Regions from separate parts of the Mus musculus genome. Here regions 2, 3 and 4 are each linked to region 1. Evidence: chromatin contacts called from public HiChIP or PLAC-seq and promoter capture Hi-C data. All regions are on one chromosome and are shown on one strand. Each heading gives the region's core, a stretch centred on a gene start, on an enhancer-like site or on the middle of the called end of the contact. The rest is flanking DNA. Distances are from core to core; before and after follow the strand shown. Region 1 holds the start of 5930430L01Rik (RIKEN cDNA 5930430L01 gene). Region 2 has its middle 23 kb from the start of Gm36405. Region 3 holds the start of 2210417A02Rik (RIKEN cDNA 2210417A02 gene). Region 4 has its middle 12 kb from the start of 4930505K14Rik.

What was found. Promoter capture Hi-C pulls out the DNA fragments that hold promoters and counts their contacts. HiChIP or PLAC-seq counts read pairs in DNA pulled down with a chosen protein or histone mark.
Region 2: a promoter capture Hi-C map of pre-B cells shows a contact between it and region 1. The contact joins the enhancer-like site here to the promoter of 5930430L01Rik in region 1. A contact is called at or near these places in 8 of 39 promoter capture datasets (the C10 cell line, the HPC-7 cell line, HPC-7-derived erythroid cells and 5 more), 3 of 484 Hi-C or Micro-C datasets (the G1E-ER4 cell line, group 2 innate lymphoid cells and nephron progenitors), 5 of 115 datasets of contacts at active chromatin or transcription factors (bone marrow-derived macrophages, craniofacial prominence, embryonic basal ganglia and 2 more) and 4 of 9 other capture datasets (adipose tissue, embryonic stem cells, liver and 1 more).
Region 3: a contact with region 1 is called in a promoter capture Hi-C map of liver, with 9 times the contacts expected there. The contact joins the promoter of 2210417A02Rik here to the promoter of 5930430L01Rik in region 1. A contact is called at or near these places in 6 of 39 promoter capture datasets (embryonic stem cells, liver, pre-B cells and 2 more), 1 of 115 datasets of contacts at active chromatin or transcription factors (pancreatic cancer cells) and 1 of 9 other capture datasets (embryonic stem cells).
Region 4: a contact with region 1 is called in an HNF4G HiChIP or PLAC-seq map of pancreatic cancer cells. The contact joins the enhancer-like site here to the promoter of 5930430L01Rik in region 1. A contact is called at or near these places in 7 of 39 promoter capture datasets (the C10 cell line, the HPC-7 cell line, embryonic stem cells and 3 more) and 1 of 115 datasets of contacts at active chromatin or transcription factors (pancreatic cancer cells).

Annotation. Positions count from the first base shown.
Region 1 is chr5:148,993,378-148,996,518 of GRCm38.p6, reverse strand. It overlaps 5930430L01Rik (RIKEN cDNA 5930430L01 gene), which reads left to right and starts at 1,304. Exons shown (of 2, transcript NR_102384.1): 1 at 1,304-1,401; 2 at 2,995-3,141. Gm15411 (a long non-coding RNA gene) reads left to right here. Exons shown (of 5, transcript XR_868721.2): 4 at 1-198.
Region 2 is chr5:148,830,302-148,833,822 of GRCm38.p6, reverse strand. No RefSeq gene overlaps it. Among named protein-coding and RNA genes, the nearest start is that of Gm36405, 23 kb to the right of the region's middle. Within about 2 kb of position 2,237, at least 51 of the 459 cell types and tissues checked have an H3K27ac peak or open chromatin away from gene starts, as enhancers often do. A contact at or near this core is called in the HPC-7 cell line, bone marrow-derived macrophages, embryonic stem cells and 2 more, where this site is marked.
Region 3 is chr5:148,740,399-148,743,588 of GRCm38.p6, reverse strand. 2210417A02Rik (RIKEN cDNA 2210417A02 gene) reads right to left here and starts at 1,749. Exons shown (of 2, transcript NR_028285.1): 1 at 1,605-1,749; 2 at 450-854.
Region 4 is chr5:148,788,048-148,791,257 of GRCm38.p6, reverse strand. No RefSeq gene overlaps it. Among named protein-coding and RNA genes, the nearest start is that of 4930505K14Rik, 12 kb to the right of the region's middle. Within about 2 kb of position 1,812, at least 76 of the 459 cell types and tissues checked have an H3K27ac peak or open chromatin away from gene starts, as enhancers often do. A contact at or near this core is called in liver and pancreatic cancer cells, where this site is marked.

The DNA of each region.
Region 1 (3,141 bases), core at 55-2,554:
CCTGGAGATCTCTGAAGTAAAACCCCAAGAAGGCAGGCTTGCTCTGTCTGTCTGTCTGTCTGTCTGCCTGTCTGTCTCTGGTTGTTACTCCTGCTATCGAGGCTCCTGCAGTAACAGCTAGCAGGCTGTGGAATGAATTCACCACTGAGAACTTCTTGGCCTGGGCTGGAGAAAGGGTCGCCTCAAAGGAAGAGACAGGTATGGGGACCTCCCTCAGCAGTCCCACCTGGGGAGGGCATCTGTCCTACTCAGTTGTGTGGTTTTTTTTCCCTCTCTGCCCATCTCTTGTAATTGTCAACAAGGAGAAAGCTAAACATTGCAGGGCTCCCTTTGCAGGGACGTTGGACAGTTCTAAGACGCACACAGTAAAGATATCTTGGTGGGGGGAAAGGCCCTCTGGAGGCTAATCTGCATATATTTTCATTCATATGCATGCATATAATGTCTCCTATGAAGCTTCTTCCAGACGCTGAAAATAAAAATTCAACTGTTAATATTTTACAAATTAAAGGCAGGAGGAGCCACAAAAGACCTTTTCATTTGCAGTTTAAATTTAAAACTAACCATAGAGCCTTTTTCTTTTCCCTTCCTTCTTCCCTCTCTTCCTCTCTCTGGGTTTAATCCTAAGAGCTTTAATACATGGAAGCCAAACACTCTTACTATTGTATTAGAACCTTAATACTGGGTGGGGGATAGATTGTAGGGTGGCGTTGGGGGGTGGGGGAGACGAGGACGACGACGACACAGGTTCTCATAGTGTATCCCAGGCTGGCCAGGAACTTGCTATGTAAACTAGGTTGGCTTCAAGATCACAAATTTCTATGTGCCTCTGCTTCCAGGAGTGCTGGGATTAAAAGTATATGCCTCCAAGTTCTATTATTGTACACTTTTTATAAACGTAAAAAGAACCTATTCGAGGCCTTTTCAGGGAGAAAGAAGAGAAAGGCGTGGTAAAAATCGCCTGTTGCACGGTAGTTTTATCTTTTTGCCCCAAAAGAACTAGTACAGTTTGGCAAGGTTGGGCTTTGCCTTTTGCCAAGATGCTTTTTTCTAAAGAGAAAACGAACTCTCACTTTGGAAAACAGCAAGTCCTGTTTGTTTTCTGTTCCTTTAGAAGTCAGCCCCGGAGCGGCTGGCTGGCAGCGGCGAGCACAGCTCTCTGGCGTTGTGTAACCGCCAGGCAATCACGTTGCACCCACCGCTTCCACAGGCTTGTAACTGCAATAATAAGCAGGAGCTTATTCAAAGAGGAGAAACCATCCCAGCCGGCTCCAAGTCACGTGTCCAGGTCACGTGGCCTGCCAGACAGCGAAGGCGGCTGGCAATCATTAACTAATGCTTTCTCCCAGGGAGAAAAATGCTGGCTTTAAGGAGGCCCGGACGTCAGAATTGCAATAGAAGGTATCCGGGGTGGGCGGGTGACTTTATTCTCGCTAAGTGCTTTCTAGAGGAGATGGCGGAGCCGGCAAACAGAGCCCCTCGCCCCCTGCTTTCTCTAGAACTTGCAGCCTTGCGCGGCACCTCCTGCTTTTGCAGCCCTGGGTAGCTAGGGCCACAGCATCAGCAGCCTAGGAGCCAGTGCGCCGCCCCAGCGCTGCTGGGACCTCAGAGAAGTTCTTGGTTAAAACTTAAGCGGAGAGCCAGGTTTCTGTGCCTTAAGAAATTGGTGCCAAGGGTTCCCGGAGACGATGAGAGGGAGGAGGCACGTCAGCCTGTGGGAGCTCTGGCGGAGTTTTCATGACACCTAAGTCTTGTGATTGATGAGACCGACCAGGCAGGCAGGCCTGGCAGGCGGTTTCCTTGCTCAGCCTTTGAATTTAGACATTTCTTTCTCCTTCTCTAGGCTGGGTACTGTTCCTGGGTGCTTCTAAAATCTGTGACGTAGAATTGAGTTTGATGTTAGCGTAGAAGTGAAAATAGCGAGTGGGATGGAAAGTGACCAAGCTTTGTTGGAGGGAGTGGGTACAGCACAGAGAAAGGGACTTAGGGAATAAACAAAGGAAGAAGCCCGCGCTTTTAAAACCTCAAATTTCCACTTTTCACATTGTGCAAACAGACCTTTCCCCAGTCACTGCGTAATGAAGATTCAGTCTTATGCAGATGAATCTCTGTGAGTCTGAGGCCAGCCCTGTTCATACAGCAAATTCCAGGACAGCCAGGGCTACATAGTGAGAGCCAACTCAAAAATAAATAAAAAGATGACCGGAGGTATCCGGTTACCTCTATAGCCCACCAGTTTTAAATCTACTTAGTTTACTCAATGGTTCTCCGATCCCATGAGAATACTTTTGCAACAATGCTCTAATCCCTTTTCCTTTGGGTTTGTACTCAGTAAGGAGACTTAATTATAAAAATTGATTATTCTTGAGTTCTATTTGTTGTTCCATACATGCAGTAAAATGCCATGTTTCTTAAATTCCCCAAAAGTCCGAGATGCATCTTACAAGAATGGGCTTTAATTCAATCTGTTGTCTTAGACTGATTTTAATAAAGTCATCTTAGTATGCTTTCAATTGCTTGGATAAAACACCATGACCAAAACCTACTTGTGAAGAGAGTTTGTTTCAGTTTACAGCTCTGGTCACATTATCACTGAGGGAAGTCATGTCAGGAACCTGAAGACAGGAAGCAGAGGCCATGGAGGGATGTTTCTGACGGCTTGCTCCCATGGCTTGCTCAGCCTGCTTTCTTATATCGCCTGGACCTACCTGCCTAGGAGTGACGCTGCCCACAGTGGGCTGTACCCTTCCACTTCAGTTACTAATCAAGGAAATCCCCTAAAAGGCCTGCTGATAGGCCAGTCTGATGGGGGCATTTTCTCAACTGAGCTTCCCTTATTCCAGATGACCTGAGCTGTGTCAACCTTGATGTAACAACTGGCCAGTGCACCCAAACCACTGTAGGATTCTAAGATAGTATTGAAATATTGTGGCTTTAATTGCTGATACTGGGTGGGCAAAACTGAGGTCATGATTTTATTTTATTTTATTCTAGATAAGAGTCTCATGTGATCCAGGCTGATCTCTCTGTAACTCCCAATGCTCTTCCCTCTATTTCCCAAACTCTGGGTTCATGGGCACGCATCCTTGCATCCTTGTACCTGGCCAATGTCTCATCTTAGCTGCCATTTCCCTATTATTG
Region 2 (3,521 bases), core at 988-3,487, 160 kb after region 1:
AGAGAGAGAGAGAGAGAGAGAGAGAGAGAGAGAGAGAGAGAGAGAATTGTGTTGAGATGAGTTTCCTTTTCTAGTGTTTTCTGGCAGCCTCTCTGAAAGATTCATGCTAATTCTTCGAGTGATTTTTCATTGTGAACACTCTATCTTTATTTGTTAGAAGCCGCTCAGATTTTTCTTTCTTCTGGAACCAGTTTCAGCAGTTCGTTTCTTCAGATTTGCATGGTTCATCTTGTTTATCTAATTTGTGGGCATGGCAGGCTTGGTACTGTTTCCTGGCAATTCTCTGTACTTTCCTTAAGTCGCCACTAACGACCCCTTCCACACCTGATTTAGTAACTGGAAATTTCTCTTTTCTCCCGTGTGTTGGGTGAAATGTTTCTTAATCGGTGATCTTTTGGCTTTATTTGTTCCTTTCATTAATTTCCCCTATTTCTATCTTATCCTTGGTTTCCTCTTTCTGTTACCTACCTTCCTTCCTTCCTTCCTTCCTTCCTTCCTTCCTTCCTTCCTTCCTTCCTTCCTTTTCCCCTCTTTTAGCTTTCTTAAAGTAGAAGGCTAAATTATTGGTCTGAGATTTTCCTTTGGGGGAAAAATGTGTATTTGAACATGTATGTGTGAGTGAATGTCTCTGTGTATGTGTGTGTGTGTGTGTGTGTGTGTGTGTGTGTGTGTGTGAGAGAGAGAGAGAGAGAGAGAGAGAGAGAGAGAGAGAGAGGAGAGGAGAGAAGGGAGAGAGAGCACATGAGTGTGAGCCAATTCTTGACCGTATCTGTGTGAACAGCTTGCATGTTTCCTTGAAGGCCTCTTTTCTTGGGGCTAGTGAACTCGTCCAAGAGCAGTGTCTCAATAAACCTGCTTCATACATACATACATACATACATACATACATACATACATACATATACATACACATATACATATATATATCTGGCTTGAAGTGGCTCATTTTACTGGCAGAGAAATAACTTATCAGATTCCAGCACCAGGTAAGGACACTGAAACTTCCTGTCTCGTGGAGGGAACAACTACGGAATTCTTGGACTTTCCTTTAGTGGGCGCACAGGTGCTCTCTCTCTCTCTCTATCCCCCCCCCCTCTCTCTCTCTCTCTCACACACACACACACACACACTGATTTTATCAGTTCCATTCCATTAGAGAACCCTAATTCAGATGGGTAGTGAAGATGATTAGAGAAAGTATCTAGGTATTTAATCCTCAGGAGATAAGGATATCTGAGCAGCACCAGGAGCCCAGGTTGGGTCAGGAGCTAACCCAGGTGACCGCCATCGTATACAGAGGGAAGGGGACTCGCAGGGCTCCTGAATCAGAGCTGCAAGTGGACAGGAAAGCTAACTGCGACGAGGTCGGAGAAACCAGAGGCTTCAAACCATGTGAGACTATTCAAACCATGTGAGACTAACAGGGGAGTTTGCTTTCGGGATGGATTTGTATATCAGAGAGACAAGAACCCGGGAAGCCAAATAGGTAACAACCTGGAAAGAGGCCAGTGGTGGCTACGCTGAGGTAGTGGCTGGGAGCAAGTGGTCAGCCATCGACCTCTGAGTGTATTTTAAAGGTAAGGTCACGGGGCTGCTGATCACGTGGGCTAGTGCGTGGAGAATTAAGATGGTCAGGGGTGAACCCAAGATGTGGAAATGAAGGAGTTGCCTTCACTGTCCGAAAGAGTCGGGAGAGGAAGTCGGACTTAGCAAGGGCAGGTGCTGAGCCTGGAAGCACGCAGTTTGCATCCAGTATCCTTGTGGCGCCTTCTAGCGGGTGGACAAACAAGTCTGTCGCTAAGGAAAAGCCTGAGCGTATGAATGGTGTTTAAAGCCACGAGCTTTCAATGAGCATGAGTGGGTATAAGAAAGGATCAATAGTGGCCTCTTGCTTAGCGTGGCAGGGACAGAAACTGCAGACGCCAACAGCGTGGGCGACGACCTCTCCATATCTCCTCACTGAGTCTCTCCATCAGCAATATCCACACTGCCGACCCAGCAGCAAGCCAACAAAACAACCAACCAGCAGGGGGTGCTACTGAGCGCCCCTCTCCACCCTCTACCTTCGCTCTGCTCATCTCGGAACCATCTCCTGGCAGAAAAGGGAGCAGGGAAGTATGACATTAAATTTCAAAAGCTCTCTCTTAAATAAATAAACTCGAAGTAAATGGTGTTTGCCGTTTGAATGGGCAAGCTTCAGTTTGTGCTCAAATGAATTCATGTGGCTTCAGCGCTTCCCCTGGGATGTTGAGCAAGTGAGCTTTCATTTTCACTGTGCGTTAGGCCAAGAATAGGAGGAGGGGGCCCTGGGATCTGGACTCATTTAAATCCTGCGTGAAAGGGATCAAGGCCACTAGCAGTGGTAAAGACCCAAACAGACACTGTAGCGTCTGCCAGAGTCCCTCCTTCCATATTTCCCTGGCTATTAGGGTTGGTCCGCCCTCTGTCTCCCCAGCCCTTGAAGGACTACAGCCCCTTGCGCTTCCCCTGGGAGAGGGCTTTGTTCCTAGAGCACGTTTTGCCCCGGGAGCCTTGCTCTCCCACAGAGATGCTTTTCAAGCAATTGCCCAACTCAACCAAGCTTCTGCTTCCTTGTCTTCTGCCTGCAGTCTGTGGTCACAGATTTGAAAGACTTAATAGACAGACAGACCCGTTTGTCTCTCCCCGAGTGAGGAAATGAAGATTTCCACTTGGCGCTGTGTTTGTCTTGAGAACAAGACCAAGCAGAAAATCGCTCCCGTGTTGCCCAACTGCCGTCCTTGGGAAGAAAATTTTATATTTTTTTTCTTTGCAAAATTTTATTCAGACATTTTGGGCTATTATTTGCTTAAACCTTCCCCACTCTTTCTCCTCCCTGACCAACCCTGGTTTTGAGATGGAAAAATAAACTAGCCCCAGTATCAATGAACACCAGTGACTGTTTTCTTCTTTCATTATTTAAAAAAAAAAAAAAAAAAAAAAAAGCCATGTTTTGTCACAGGCTATTAACGAGTCACTAGGTGCTCAGGAAGTTTTCAATGCCTTTTCTTTTCCTAAGTTCACCCCTGCACCAAACACGGTGCCCACAGATACTGACAACTTCCGTCTACACAGCAACCCAGCAAGCTTTCTAATCCCGTTGGACCGATGAAGCAACTAAAGGCAAAGGATTTAGGGATCTTGCCTTAAGGCGGCCCTCAAGCCTGGTCCAGGAGCTCCTGCTTCGCAACAATGTCTGCATCCGCCCCTAAGATCAATGAGCTCTGCATCCTCCTAAGATCAATGAGCTCTGCACCCTCCTAATATCAATGTGCCTTGTTTTCTTGGAGTTTGTGCAGTTTGCACAACACTCATAATTTGAGTCAAAATACATGGGCTTTGTCAGAATTGTAGCACAGTGTGCTAATTACTAAGGAAGTGCAGCACAGACTCACGTTATCCTTTACACTAAGAGACTCAGACTTACGGAGGGTGGCAAGGCTTAGAATGCCCTTTAAAGGGCTTATCTTGCAGACCAGAGACCCCCAACCACTTTTGAAATC
Region 3 (3,190 bases), core at 500-2,999, 250 kb after region 1:
GGGGGGAGAGGTTGTCTATCCTTCTTCCTTCAAGCAGATATGGCGCCTGGGGTGCTCTGCAGGCATTTGGTGGTGGTGGTGGTGGGGGGGGAAGAAAGGTCATGAGCAAGATGGCCAACCAAAAGACATGGGAGATGGTTAAGTAGATTCATCATATCCACTCTGGGGCATCTCCCTTTGGCCTTATCACCTGGCCATAAGTATTCCTGTGTTGTTAAAGCCCACACAGTCAGATTTCAGTTAAATGCCAGAAAATCAATTCTAAAGGACTTGAGACTATTTCTTTATCGGTATGGGTCATACTCACTTAACTAATCCTCGAGGGTTGAAAATGGTGTGACCTTACAAAAAAGAAAGCTTAATGAGGCTTTTATCCACACAGGAGACTATTTTCTGCAAGATAAATTCCTATACTTTTGAGCCTTTGGGTCAAAGGGTAGATGTATTCAGTTTTTTAAAAAGATTTATTTTTAATTATGCGTAGGTGTATGTGTCTTGGGGTGCGGGGTATGTAGGTACAGGCAGATAACTTGGATTCCCAAAGCAAGAGTCTCAGGCATTGTGGGTGCTGGGACCTGAACTCAGTCCTCTGCAAGAGTGGTATATAACCTTAACTGACGAGCCTACTCTCCAGCCATATCTTCAAATCTAATCAATACTGTTCAGTTTCCTGCTGGAGAATTCTTAATGCACAAGGGCAAGGGTCACTCAAATGACGGCTTCAAGACATATAGAATCCAAAGCTTGACTCTTTCAGATCATCTCCTGGAGAACGGTTTTTCTTTTCTTCCTTAGGAATAGAGGGGCTTCAACGGGTCCTTCAACCGAGAACAAGATACGGGAAGGCTTACTTCCTGAGAGAGGGATGTAGGGAAGAAAGACAGAGGCGGAACTGTGTGCTGTTCCTTTCCCAGGATTCCCCTCAGGGTGCACAGCAGGTGGGAATCACAGCTGCTTTCTCAGACTTAGATTACAGTTCCTGCAAACAGACTCTCTTCTTTCCTTTTCTGACCCAGCAGACTGCTAAGGCGATTAAACATATCTCTGCTCTCAGGTACCAAGTGTGGTGCAGCAAAGAGTTGGACATTGTAACAGTTAGAATTAAGGCCCTTAAAAAGGAGATTCTAAAGGGGCTAGAGAGATGGCTCTGTGGTTAGGAACACTGGCTGCTCTTCCAAAGGGCCTGGTGGCTCCCAACCATGTGAAAGTGCCTGGGAATTTCCAGGTCCTGGGAATCTGATGCCCCCTTCTGGCCTCTATGGGTATTGCATCCATGTGGTGCACAGACATTTATGCAGGCAAACGTTCATACACATAAAATAAAAATAAATCTTTGAAAAGAGAGAAAGAGGGGCTGGAGAGATGGTTCAATAGTTAAGAGAATTTGCCATGTCCTGCTCCACACATCCTTCTCTCGGGCTTCTTGACTCAGCTTGCGGCTCTGTGAATTTTCTTCTGCTCGCCCAGAGCTCTGTGGCAGGGGTCACCCTTCCCACCTGCCTTGCCAGGTCGCCCTCCCCAACACCCCCACTGTTGCCCCATCTCCCCTGTCCCCAGTCAGGTCCCGAGTGCTCCCACCTGCCCTCTCTGCCAGCCACTCATACCTTGGACTCTTTGAGGGTGACTGGAAAGGAGAAGCAAGACCGTGTCGTCATCTAACTTTCCTGTGAAACCCGCGCAGCCGCGGGTCCTAGCACAGAGTCTGAGTTCAGAGTTTACAAAGCTTCTGTTAACTGCTTCCTGCTCTTCCAGCAAGTTCTACAAACCGAACTACAGTTCCCTTCAGGCTTCTCGAACTCACTTCCGGTGCTTCTTGCAGGAAGCCCGAGAGAAGGATGGGTGGAGCCCCACTGGGCTTTCCCCAATTCAATCAGTTTATAAACTAAACTTCATTTCCATGGGGGCAGCTCTTTGAGCTCCCCGCACCCGGAAGTCTCCAGTGGCTCCAGAAGTCTCCCTTGGCACTATCCCATTTCCTTCGGCTCTTCAGCATCACACACATCATGCCTTCACGTCTGAGCTCCTCTCCAGCCTGCAAAATGATCAACAGATGGGGACCACTGTGTCTCCAGAGCCTACCTCATAGTAGGTGCTCAATAAGTATTTGCCGCATGAATGGCTCTTCCGGGGTGCGTAGTAAACACTTGGTAAGAGTAAGCTGAATCATCGAAGGTCCATTTCTGTTTAAGCCTTTATCAACTCAAAACAGGAATTTGACAATGACACCCCCTCCATATTGGCTGCAGAACACATCCAGATTAACTGTCACAAAGCGCCACACTCATCAGGTAACTCTAAAGGAAATTTATCCACAGCTTCCCAATAAATTCTGAGCAAACCTCCCGCCCTCTGTGGCTGGGTCAGGGCCTACAGAATTTCTGGCTTGGAGCCTGGGGTTGTGATGTCAGCCTTCAGGGTTTCTGAGAGCTGAGTGTCTGCCCAGTGCTGTTTGTTTGCAGAACTGGCTCCCTCTCCTAAGCGCCCTGTTTGCACAGGGGTGTTTGCAGCTAGCCGCAGCCTGTGATTAAATCGAAAGCGGCTTGGTGTTTGAACTTGGTCATTCCTGAAGGTCACCAGTGGGCGGTCTCCAGGAGGTCAGCAGCTGCATGCACGAGGCCTTTCAATGACCCCTAATTAACATCTGTACTTGGGAGGACAGAAAAGAAAAAGAGGTGGTGTTTGGCATGTGTCTGGGTGGCTGAGTTATGACACTTTCAAACTTTAAGTGGTTATCTGTCTGATAATTTTTTTTTTTTTTAATGAGGAAGCCCGCTGTCCTTGGGCCCAGAAATATCTGGGTCTGGCTTTTCTAGACATACAAGGTGCTGTCTCGGCAAATTGTGGCTGTAGCTTGTGCAGATGGGAGGTGACACACCACTGGCTGCTTTTCGGCCTTGGGTATAATTGTTGGTGCGGGTGTTGTCTATGGCCCTGTTTACAAGCCTCTGGCAGCCCCTGGCATTAAACACCCCTGGGCGCTTCCTCTGCCAGGATGTGTCCATCTGGAAACAGGTGGGGGAATTATACCTTGGCAACACACACACACACACACACACACACACACATACACACACACACAAGGCCTAGCTATTTAAGCTCTTTCTTCTACCGAGGAGGAAGTCAGGTGATAGCACAGACCTTTTGACACCGGCTCTCCGTCTGCACTCAACAGTGAGTTTGAGCAATTTCT
Region 4 (3,210 bases), core at 563-3,062, 210 kb after region 1:
TTCAAGGACCAGACATCTCTCTCCGTGAGTGTAGAGTGCTCCCTTAGGATGTTCTAGTCCTCCCTTCTTCACTATAGTCGTGTGCATTGCGTTGATTCTGATCACTGGTGGACTTAACTGTGGGTCCTTGAAGGTTACAGTGAGACATTCCTGTCGTCTGGCAATATTGTAGGTGACTTACTTTGTGACACACTTGGAGATGTTCCTGTATTGGAATAGCTCGATGCAATCCTGAGAGCAGCTTCTGTGTTTAAGCAATAGAGGAAAGTCTAGTTTCCCCGTTTCTTAGGGCAAGCAGGACCATTTCTTGTTACGTTCTTTGCTTTTTTTTTTCTCCTTTTCCTCTTCCTCTTCCTCCTCCTCCTCCTCTTCTTCTTCTTCTTCTTCTTCCTCCTCCTCCTCCTCCTCCTCCTTTGATGCCGCTGCTGCTGCCACTGCTGCCTCTTCCTCTTCCTTTTGGTTGCCCATTGAGACAAGGTCTCACTATGTAGCCCCAGATAGCCTGGAACTCAATATATAGCTCAGGCTGGCCTTGAACTCATGGAGACCCCTGCCTCTGCCTCCAGAGTGCTGGGACTGAAGGCGAGCCCCACCACACTCGGTCATTTACTGTGGTGGGTCATTGGCCCAGGGAGTGGCACTATTAGGAGGTGTGGCCTCGTTGGAGGAAGTGTGTCACTGTGTGGGGGTGAACTTGGAGATCCCCCTCCTAGCTGCCCGGAAGGGAGTCGTCTGCTGCTTGTCCTTAGAACAAGATGTAGAACTCTCAGCTCCGCCTGCACCATGCCTGCCTGGATGCTGCCATGTTCCTGCCTTGATGATAATGTACTGAACCTCTGAACCTGTAAGCCAGCCTCAATCAAATGGTGTCCCTTACAAAAGTCATGGTCTCTCTCTCTTCATAGTAACAAAACCCTAATGAAGATGCCTGACATGTTCATTTATTTGTGATTTCTTGGCTCTTTATCCTTATAGCCCCCTAATATAAGTGTATATAGATTATGATCATTTCTTTTCGTTGTTCTAAAATGACATTTGGCTTGGTTTTGATACTATCTGACCTCTCCACCTTTTTGCAGTTAGCTCACTGTTCAGTTTGCAACTACATCTTTCCCCCGGTTCCCATGTGGGCCACCATTCCTCGGTCCTAGCAAATGTTACCTTGAAAAAAAAAAAAACTTCTTATCTTATGTAGACGGGTGCTTTGCCTGCACACACATGTCTATGCACTGTATGTGTGCATGCAATGCCTGTGGAGGCCAGGGGAGGGCCTTAGACCTCCTGGAACTGGAATTACAGTGGCTGTGAGCCACCATGTGGGTGCTCTTCTGGAAGAGCAGTCAGTGCTCTTAACCGCTGAGCCATCTTCTCCAGACTCAAATGTCATCTTGCTTTTGAGCAGTCATGTCTCTTACCTCGGGAAGTCTGAGCTGACATCCTGGGGACTCTACTGAGGATGGCTGACCCTCTTCCCATTCCTTTATGCTCGGTACTCTGGTGGGGCCCTGTTTTTTATTATTCCCACAGAGGAAAGAGCATGAGGCAGCTCGATTTCCAGGGCAGCTCCCTAGTCATGGAAGGTGGAATTAGCCCTGGGACCTCGATCTCCTCTTCTGGCCCACGGGTCTTCCAGGGCTTCCGCTGGGCTCATTTTCCTCCTGGGCTAACCCTAGGGGCCTGTAACAACTGAACTCCATTTGTCAGCTTGCTATGCTGAGGTAAGCCTGCCTTCCCGGGGAATCATTACCAGATGGAACCTGAGGGAGGGAGCGAGGCCAGGTATTTCCCCACGTCATGGAACACGAGGCCCTGGTGACTCAGTGAGGTCAGGGAGCTAGTGGTGGTAGCAGCCACAGTTGGCAGGTGGCAGCCTGGAGGGAGGGGGAACATTAATGATTGCCTCCCTCCCTCCCTCCTTCCCTCCCTTCCTCCCTTCCAGCCCGCCTCATTTCTGTCAGGCCTGTGATTTCATCATGCACACCTTTGTAAACAATCCATTTAGCAACCAAATTATACACTGGGTAATTACAGCTTCCAGCCTCAGTGTCAGGGGTTCCCGGCTCACAATCTGCTTTTGGTACTATTGCAGGCTGGGATGGGGGGAGGTGGGGGAGGAGGGGTTTGTTGAAGTTTTAAGGAGACAGGAGGGAGAGCTGGGGCATGGGGGTTGCCCTGCCTTGCCTTATGTTAATTGATTCTTGTGTGTGGGGGGTCTTAGTTTGACACTTCTGGAATTGAGTTTGGATTGTTGATTAGATTGCTATTGGAGGCCAGGTTGGAGAAGTTGGCTGGGAGGAAGAGGCAGTCCGGTTACGGTTATGGGTCAGTCCTCTGCTGCGGAGGAGGGAGTCTCACATCACAGCACCTTGCCAGCCTTGTCTCTCTGGAGGTTGCTTTGCTCTGTATCAGCGCCTAAGCTTTGACCCAGAAAAGCAGCCAAGGAAGGAGCTGTGGGGTGGGCAGGCTAACGGGAGGGGACCTGGCCTCCGCTGAAGGCTAGCTCTTCCATTTAAAGGGAACTGTGGTGACGGCAGTGAAGAGTGTGGAGTGTGCAACTCATGCTGAGCGTGTGCTCATGGTTCTGCGTTCGAGTCCCGGCACCCAATGGATGATGACGTAACAGAGTCGTCCAGAGATTTGCCCATACACAGTGGCCCCAGTGAAAATTGAATAGAGGCAGGGGAGGGTTGCAAACACGGTAACCATGGTGTGTCTGAAGAGAGTTGGGCTAGCTCCATGTGTGTGGGAAAGGGTGTGTTTCCGGGTTGATACACAGTGTTTCTGATAGTGGTGGTAGGGCTTGTGGCCTTACACTGCCCGAGAGGTTTCATTGACGAAGTGTCCATGGGAACCCTCAGCCATTCTAGCATTCTGCTTTCCCACGCGGAGCATGCATGTGTAGCCCGCAGTTCGAAGCTGGGGTTCCCTATGCAGACACATGGTCTCTCTGAGGCAAAGTACCATGGATTAACACAAGTGTAGTATGAAACAGTAACTTTGGAGGGAAATGAGACTCAAGTGCTTCGGGCCGCACCTGCCTGTCCCAGAAGGCTTTGCATCTTGTCTTACGTCACCTTCCCCAGTCTTGCCCCTCTAGCCGGATGCTTCTTGGTTCAGGAAGAGGACAGAGAGGCTGGGCTATGGTGGCGCTCTATGGGAAAGGACAGGAGACTTACAAAAGCACCACTCTGGGCCTCGTGTCTGTGTCAC